2 separate regions of the Sus scrofa genome follow, and region 1 is linked to region 2. The links are chromatin contacts, called in public HiChIP or PLAC-seq maps. All regions are on one chromosome and are shown on one strand. Each heading gives the region's core, a stretch centred on a gene start, on an enhancer-like site or on the middle of the called end of the contact. The rest is flanking DNA. Distances are from core to core; before and after follow the strand shown. Region 1 holds the start of FBXL3 (F-box/LRR-repeat protein 3). Region 2 holds the start of CLN5 (ceroid-lipofuscinosis neuronal protein 5).

Region 1 (3,837 bases), core at 4-2,503, 46 kb before region 2:
TTTGCTGATCATTTATTCTGTTAACATCCCTTTAAATAAATGGACCTGTATTTTCTTGTTTTTCTTCCTCTAATAATTATCACTGCCTGTCTTCCTATTGTCCTTTATCATCCAGTCACAGAGGCACCTAAACAATGTTGCAGTGCAGGTACAGCCACATTATTTTGTTTCTAGAAACTTCGTGCAGTTTGACTTGCTGATCAGACAGCCAAGCCCTAACAGAACAGCGGCATTTCCTCCCTTCCCCCCATTGAAGAGTACCATAAATTTTACACAAGGCTTCCTAGCTCAATCTGGGGAGGGGGGAGTCATAGAAGAGCGGGCATCACAGTCTTCCAGTCTCCTACACATGGGTCAGATATTCAAAAAGACATATTTGGATGGAAAACTACTTGCTTTATTTTCGAAGGAGAGAGGATGCATGACTCACGTTATGATTTTGCAACTAAGGACAGTTCTAACTTTAAGAAAACCTAGTATTCAAAAATTAAAACTTTAAAACAAACTAGGTAGCAGTTACACACATATCTCTGTTTACCAAAGGTTTCACCAGAGTTTTAAGCAGACATCTAGTCCTTTACACTTTCCTCATTGTGTTTCAGAAAGCTATTTATAAACTTCAGGAGTCTATTTACTTTATAAAGCTGTTTTTGTTGTTGTTTTTTCAGGGGCGGGCCCGCGGCATAGGGAAGTTCCCAGGCTAAGGGTCCAACCCGAGCTGCCACTGCTGGTCTACACCACAGCCACAGTAACCCCAGATAGCAGCAAGGGCTGCGACCTACACGCAGCTTACCACATCGCGGAATCCTTAACCCACTGAGCAGGCCAGGGGTGGAACCCGAGGGCTCATGGAAACTAGTCGGGTTCGAGTTACCGCTGAGCAACAGGGGAATTCCCTAAAGGCGATTGTTAAACAGTAATAACCCTGATGACAAAAATCATTTTTAGGAAAATTGAAAAAATAAAAATACTTTAAAATTTATAAATCATCATCATCAAAATCATCTGTAATCCCAACGTTAACACTGTCATCACTTTGCTTTAATTTCCCGCAGTTTATGAAAACACCGTATGTGTACACGATGTATATTATTATGACATACCCGTTAAGGGATACAAGGCGTGTATCATTAGAGCCCGTATTTTACCCACTTGGGTTACGCGGGGCGGGCGTGGCCTTCTGAGGCCCCGCCTGGCGCGCGGAGGTGTGTCAACTGCAGCAGCTGCTGTTTATCCCCCGAGCCCGGAACCAGCTGCTGGGCTAAGGCCGGCCCTAAAGACTCTCGCTCCTTTCTTCTTGCTGCTCCACCTCCTCAAACTTTCCGCTTTCCACCGTTGAAAGTCTCCTGGGCATCTAGCTGGCTCCAGCCCTCCCACATTCGCTGCAAGACGAAAAACCCTCTAAAAGCCGCAGTCTCATCAGAGAGAGGAAAGCAGCCGACACTCCGCCCGGAACCAGAAGGACGAAGCACCGAGGCGGGCGGGGTGGCGCGCGCTCCCGCTTGGGCGCGGCCCCCTCCAGCCCCCGACCCCGCCCTCCGCGGACGCGCCGCGGCGGACACGCGCCCGCCCCCCTCGACGGAGACGCGCCGGGGGAAGCGCGCGGCCGTCAGTCCGGGCGCCATTTTGGACTCGGTGTCTGGGCCCGCGGTGCAGGGGTAACTACGCGGGGCTCGCAGCTCGCTGAAGGCGGCTCTTGAGGGGACTGGGGGTCCCGGCAGAAGCACGCAGGCCGCGCGGGACTGAGAAGAGAGGCTTTTCCCTCGGCCGTCAGAGCCGCAAAGGTGGAGCCGAGTTGGCGCCCGCCCCGGGACCAGCGCCTCGGATGCGAGCGGAGCGCGGGGGGCGGCGGAGGCGGGAGCGCGAGGCGCGGGGCCCCGGGGGCCTCATGTGAGAGCCACGGGACCAGCCGCCCCCGGAGCCCGGGGTGCTGTGTTGGGGAAGCCGCCCCTGGCAGCAGGTAACGTTGGAGGGCCGGGGCCTTCGGACCTTGGCCCGCGCCGGGGCGGGCCGACAGGGAGAGGGGGTCCCGGGCGCGCGCCGGCCGCCCCTCGGGAGCGCGGGGCGGGGCGCGGCGCCCGGGCGGTGGAGCCTGCTCGGGGGCGTTGCCCCGTGTCTGCTTCAAAACAAGTCAAAAAGGCGTGGTGTGTGTGCGGCGGCCGCTTGCAGCCTTCCCGCGACAGCGCCGCCCCTGCCGTCGGCTTTGTTACCCTCGGCGGGGGCTGGGGACCGGCACCGTGGAGCTCTTGTTCTGCCAGGCTCTTCCCGGTGTCTGTTACGGCCGTGCTTGTAGCGTGAGAAAAGAGACTTTAAGGTGTCAAAACAGACTGCCCTGGGTAGGGCGCAGGAGAAATGTCTGGGAAAGCCTATTTTCGGGAGTGGCGCGGGAGGAGGGGACACCCCTGCGCGCGTCCCCGGGTGGAAAACTTGGTCAACTTGTGATGGGCTGCTTCCCGCCTGCTATGAGCGAGAGCAGCCCTTTCAGGTGGGATTGCAGACATGGAACAGGAGGCAACCCATTAAATGATGGGCCTGCACCTCCAAGCTAAGAGATGAGATGACTGTTATTTTCTGATCCTGTCCATTGCGGCCCAGATCTTTCAGAGTCTTCCTATCCCTGAAATCTTTACAAAAATGCCGTCAATTCCCAATTATCTACAAATGACCGCTAAACAGATTTTCACTACCACACTCTCTGATACCATTTATTTCTGAGTTAGTCTCTGCACTGTTTTATGTTTTACTCTTGTATTTCAGCCAAAGAATGCATACTAATTTTGATATTATGAAAGACTTTTTAGAGCTAAATACAAAAGGGCTTTTAAAATCACTGCAAGTGCAGGGTGCTAAAAGTGCCTAATACAATGAGGGACACATGGCTGAGTGTTCTCTTAGGCTCTTCATTTGATGAACAAGTTGACTGCTTCTTTCAGAGACTCCGGAAATGTGAGGAGTTAATTCTGTAACTCCCTGTGCTGCCCGACTAGGCCAGAAACTGTTAGTTCGCCTTTTTTTTTTTTTTTTTTTTTGTCTTTTTAGAGCCACACCCACAGCATATGGAAGTTCCCAGGCCAGGGGTTGAATCAGCTACAGCTGCCAGCCTACACCACAGCCACAGCAACGCAGGATCCAAACCACGTCTGCGACCTGCACCTTAGCTCATGACATCACCCTATAGTTAACCCAGTGAGCGGAGGCCAGTCATGGAACCCTCATCCTCATGGTTCCTAATGGAATTTGTTTCCACTGAACCACAATGGCAACTCCTTAGTTTACTTTTTGATGCTTCTTAGTAGCATCAGTCCCTCACCAAACACTTTTAGTGGCCGAAGTGGCATTAGTTGTTTGGAGCCGGGAAAAGTTGTAGTTTGAAGTGAACTCCCAGAGCCGTAAAGAGGCCAAGTATGCTAGGTGCTCTACAGAGGTGTAGGTGCTCCACAGAGTCTCTTAGACATTGATGGCGCAGCTTCTCTTCTGCACTCCTGTTCAAACGTAAGAGGTGTTTTCTGCACACAGAAGTTCCAGGGCCAGGGATTGAACCCACACCACAGCAGCAGCCCAAGCCATAGCAGTGACGATGCTGATATCCTTAACTCACTGAGCTATCCCGGAACTCCAAGAGGTGTTTTCATTTTGATTAAAAGTAGGAAATAAGTAGTCCATTGAGTTAATCCTTTGCAGACAGGTGGAGGCTCTGAATTGTTTAGCTTTCTATGTAGCAGAGATTCGTGTGTATAGAGATTTAATAAGAATACTTTTGAAAGCAGTGTACATTTTTGCATGAATAAGTGAAATCATCTTGGAATAGAATTTGACATTTAAAATTTTTCTTAGGCA
Region 2 (4,153 bases), core at 1,025-3,524:
ATAGCAACAATAACAACAACAACAACAACAACAAAGACAAAAGACAAAAAAAAAAAAAAAAAAAAAAGTATATATATGTATATACATACACACACATACATGTGCCACGTCTTTGGCATGCAGGAGTTCCCTGGCCAGGGATTGAACCCTTGCCACAGCAACGACAATGCTGGATCCTTAACCCAATGAGCCACCAAGGAATGCCTCTAAAGTATGACATAAGTGTGAACTTAAAGTTAAAATTTTATTATGGGGATTAGATGAAGGCACTATTTAATACTTGAAAATTTAAAGAAACACAAGAAGTCATAGTCAATACTCTGCCCTTAAATCAAGTAGTTTTGGATTTCCAGTCTCTTCCTTGTTTTATTAAGTTTTACTTTTTCCTTAACATTTCATTAACATTTTCAAGAAAAGCAGGTTCAAGGAGTTCCCACCGTGGCACAGCGGAAACGAATCTGATTAGGAACCATGAGGTGGCGGGTTCGGATCCCTGGCCTCGCTCAGTGGGTTAAGGATCCAGCACTGCCATAAGCTGTGGTGTAGGTCGCAGAAGCGGCCTGGATCCCACGTGGCTGTGGTGTAGGCCAGCAGCTGTAACTTCGATTCGACCCCTAGCTTGGGAACCTCCGTATGCCTCGGGTGTGACCCTGAAAAGCCAAAAAAGGGGAAAAAATAATAAAAAATAAAGAAAAAGAAAGAAAAGCAGCTTCAAACTCAAAATTTCTCTTGGAGTTCCCATCGTGGCGCAGTGGTTAACGAATCCGACTAGGAACCATGAGGTTGCGGGTTCGGTCCCTGCCCTTGCTCAGTGGGTTAACGATCCGGCGTTGCCGTGAGCTGTGGTGTAGGTTGCAGACGCGGCTCGGATCCCGCGTTGCTGTGGCTCTGGCGTAGGCCGGTGGCTACAGCTCCGATTCAACCCCTAGCCTGGGAACCTCCATATGCCGCGGGAGCGGCCCAAGAAATAGCAACAACAACAACAAAAAAGACAAAAGACAAAAAAAAGACAAAAAAAAAAAATTTCTCTTTACACGTGTATCAAGGAAAACAAAGCACTGCAAGCTATTCAGTGAGCAGAAGACACTAATTTTGTATCCAGAATTGACAACAGCTGCCATTGACGAGATTTAATCTCCTCAACAAACCTGAAGTTATTTCTAACTTTCTGACTCAGACCTGTGGGCACAGAGATACTGAGTAACTTTCCCAAGGTCACACAGCTAGTGATGGTGGAGACTGACTTGATTCGCAGTGGTCAGAGTCCAGAACTCGCTCGCGACGACTAGGTTATCCTGCCTCCCAACTCACTATTTTGTCATCCAAAATAGTTGTGCGCTTTCAAAAGCTGCTGGCCTTTCCCCCGCCTGAGGTTGACACCAGGCTTTCGTTTTCTCTGTTTAGCCATCTCCGACAATACTCTTCTGGATCAAAGGCTCATATGTGCTTCATATGCCCTCTCTGTCCTCAGCTTATGACCAACGTCCTATCTCCAGGCTGAGGACAGTGGACAAACGAGGTCACCAACCGAGCGGGCGAGGGGATTCCCGAGACACCAGACTTTTAGTGCAAAAAACGGGAAGTCCCAGCCAAACACAGACCAGCTGCGTAAGGTGGAAAGTGAGCATGCAAATGTTATGCAGTCAAGATAACTAATGAGGGCAAGACATAGCAATAACTGCGTTACTAAATGTCTCTCCAAATTATTCAGAGTCAGTTATTTGTGTCCGAAAGTCAGACCGCGAAATAACATTACTCCCCTTGTCTTTCACGATTCGGGACACCCAGAGCCTAGGTCTTCTGGTAACCTGCTCAAAGGTCCCGGGAGGAGAGGAGCCCCCAGGGCGCCGCGCAACCAGCAGCCACGACTCGGGATTTCTCCACCCTGTTCCACGCCCTGCCCTCAGGGTGGCCGGGCGCTGCCCTGCACAGCCGCGTGACTGGACCCAGAGCCACACGGCCACACCCCCACCTACACCCAGCCCGCCGCGCGCGCGCCCGCGCACTCACTTGTAGGGCACCGGCCACTGGCGCAGGGAGCGGCTGCCTGCTGTCGCTGCCACCGCGGCCACCAGCCAGAGCAGGGCCGTGCCCCAGTTCCAAGGCGCGCGCCCCAGGGCTACGCCCGCGCACCGCCGCACCCCGGCCCCGGGGCCGGTGCTCGCGGCGGGCACCATGAAGAGGCTCCGGCTGCTTCCGGTGCCTCCCGAACCGGGCAACGGCGGAGGGCAGGCGAGCTGAGCATGCGCAGGCGGCGGGGCCGCTCGCGGCCCCGCCCTCTGCGCCCGGCGTCCTGACAGAGGATGCGCTCCCCGCTGCTGGGGACGCCGCCCTGAGCGTCGGGGTGCGAGGACTCGGGTCTCCGCGCGGCCCCGTCTCCTCTCGGAGGCTGCTGGACTTGGGCGACCCGAAAAGCGCTTCGGGCGGGCTCCCGCGAGCACCGATGCAGGCCGTGGGTCACCTTTTTCTCCACTGTTATTGCCCAGTTCTTTTGGCCTCGCGTCTCAGTTTAAGGACGACCGCTTCTGTGGAGCCTTGGCTGACCTCCCTCCAACCACAGTCTCCAAAACCAAACCGAAAATCCAGCTGTGGGCACTTTTGGATTCTCTAGCCCTGAACTGTCACCTGGTCCCTCAGGGCCCAGACTAGGCGACAGCACACATTGAGTGAAGGAGACTTTTTGGGGGAGGTCAGTGCAGCGAGGAAGACAGTCATGGGGGAGTGACTGCTTCCCAGGAGACCAAGCCAGTGTGACAAAGGCCACACTCAAAATTTACAGCCCAGGCTGCTACTCTCAGGCTGTCAATCCACCCCGCCCACCTTCCCCGAGGTCCTCCCTTGTTTGGATTTACAACTTCAGTTGGAAGAAGGTTCTACAGTACTCGGTCTTCTTTGACCCTCCAACCACCTCAAGAAAACAGTGGGATCAACTGTTGTGCTTCTGAAGAGACCCTCATGGCCTGCTGTGTTCTCATGTACAGAGGTTGACTGTGTCTAGAAACAGTACATTAAAGGCATGGCCACTTACAGTCACTCGTTTTCCAAGAGGGCGGCCTAGGTAACTCTTAGGCCGGGGCTTTCCAACGCCTTCACTTCACCCACAACACCAGTGAACCATCATAATATTTGTAAGTATATTATAATGAGTAGGGTGTCTGCAATGGCCAGAGGTGACCACCATGACCCTTGTGGGGTGGGGTCGGGGAGGGTTGGGAGCCTCACTGGCCTTCCCACTCCTGCCAGGCCTCCTGAGGGTTGATGACAATTGTTCCTCTCTACACACACACACACACACACACACACACCTTTGTCCACTTGCCCCACCATTTTGGGGAGTTCTGGGCAGGTTCAGGCAGGGCATCATTTATAAACACTCACCTAAGAATTTAGGTGGCACCAATCCTAGCCCTCTTCCATTTACTGTCACCACTTCAACATCACCAAGCTAAACTGGTTTCTCCAAAGACCCACTCAACATGAGAGGAAAACTCATCCTAGCAGTGAACAGACAGGTACTGTCTGATTTGAGGAGCACCTGGGGGATTCTGAGTGGGCCTCAACTCCAGCATGGCTTAAAACTAAATGAAGCAGCTCTCAAGAAATAGTATAGCTTTTATAAATGAGAGGACCAGACGCTAGTGGGCCACAGTGGAACTTTCGATTTCCCAGAGCTACAAAAACAAGCTTCAGGTTGACCTCTGTTAGTGGCGGGGATCTCCCCTCTTGGGTCTGCAGTCCCTTCACTCTGTGTGCAGGGAGCTCTAATGGTGAGAAAACGTTTCCTCATATTAGCCCTAACTCAGCCTCTCGGTAACTCCCATCTGCTCTGCTCTGGTTCTGCCTTCTGTTCCTCTTGGCTAGGACCCCAGCACCCCAGGCTAAGGATGTTTGTAGACTACTATTGCCTGATCCATCATTGGACTGGTTACTGCTCTCTAGTCTGAGATTTTTAAGCTTTGAGGACTCAACTACAGACTGAGTTTTAAACCACTGGTTTCCCTTTTCGAATTAGCCTAAGATCACCATAGTGGCACAGTACCATAGTCCACTAAAATCAGGCTAATCAACCATTGCTTTGTGATAGACTGCACACAGAGGAACTGTGTGACATCTCCCCAAACAATGGATAAGACAGAGTTTTCGGATTCTGAGG

What was found. HiChIP or PLAC-seq counts read pairs in DNA pulled down with a chosen protein or histone mark.
Region 1: an H3K27ac HiChIP or PLAC-seq map of alveolar macrophages shows a contact between it and region 2. The contact joins the promoter of FBXL3 here to the promoter of CLN5 in region 2. A contact is called at or near these places in 2 of 2 datasets of contacts at active chromatin or transcription factors (alveolar macrophages and skeletal muscle).

The regions. Positions count from the first base shown.
Region 1 is chr11:49,148,796-49,152,632 of Sscrofa11.1, reverse strand. It overlaps FBXL3 (F-box/LRR-repeat protein 3), which reads left to right and starts at 1,253. Exons shown (of 5, transcript XM_003357868.4): 1 at 1,253-1,960.
Region 2 is chr11:49,103,943-49,108,095 of Sscrofa11.1, reverse strand. It overlaps CLN5 (ceroid-lipofuscinosis neuronal protein 5), which reads right to left and starts at 2,274. Exons shown (of 4, transcript XM_005668472.2): 1 at 2,011-2,274. The coding sequence starts at 2,177. LOC110255830 (a long non-coding RNA gene) reads left to right here and starts at 2,502. Exons shown (of 5, transcript XR_002336699.1): 1 at 2,502-3,128.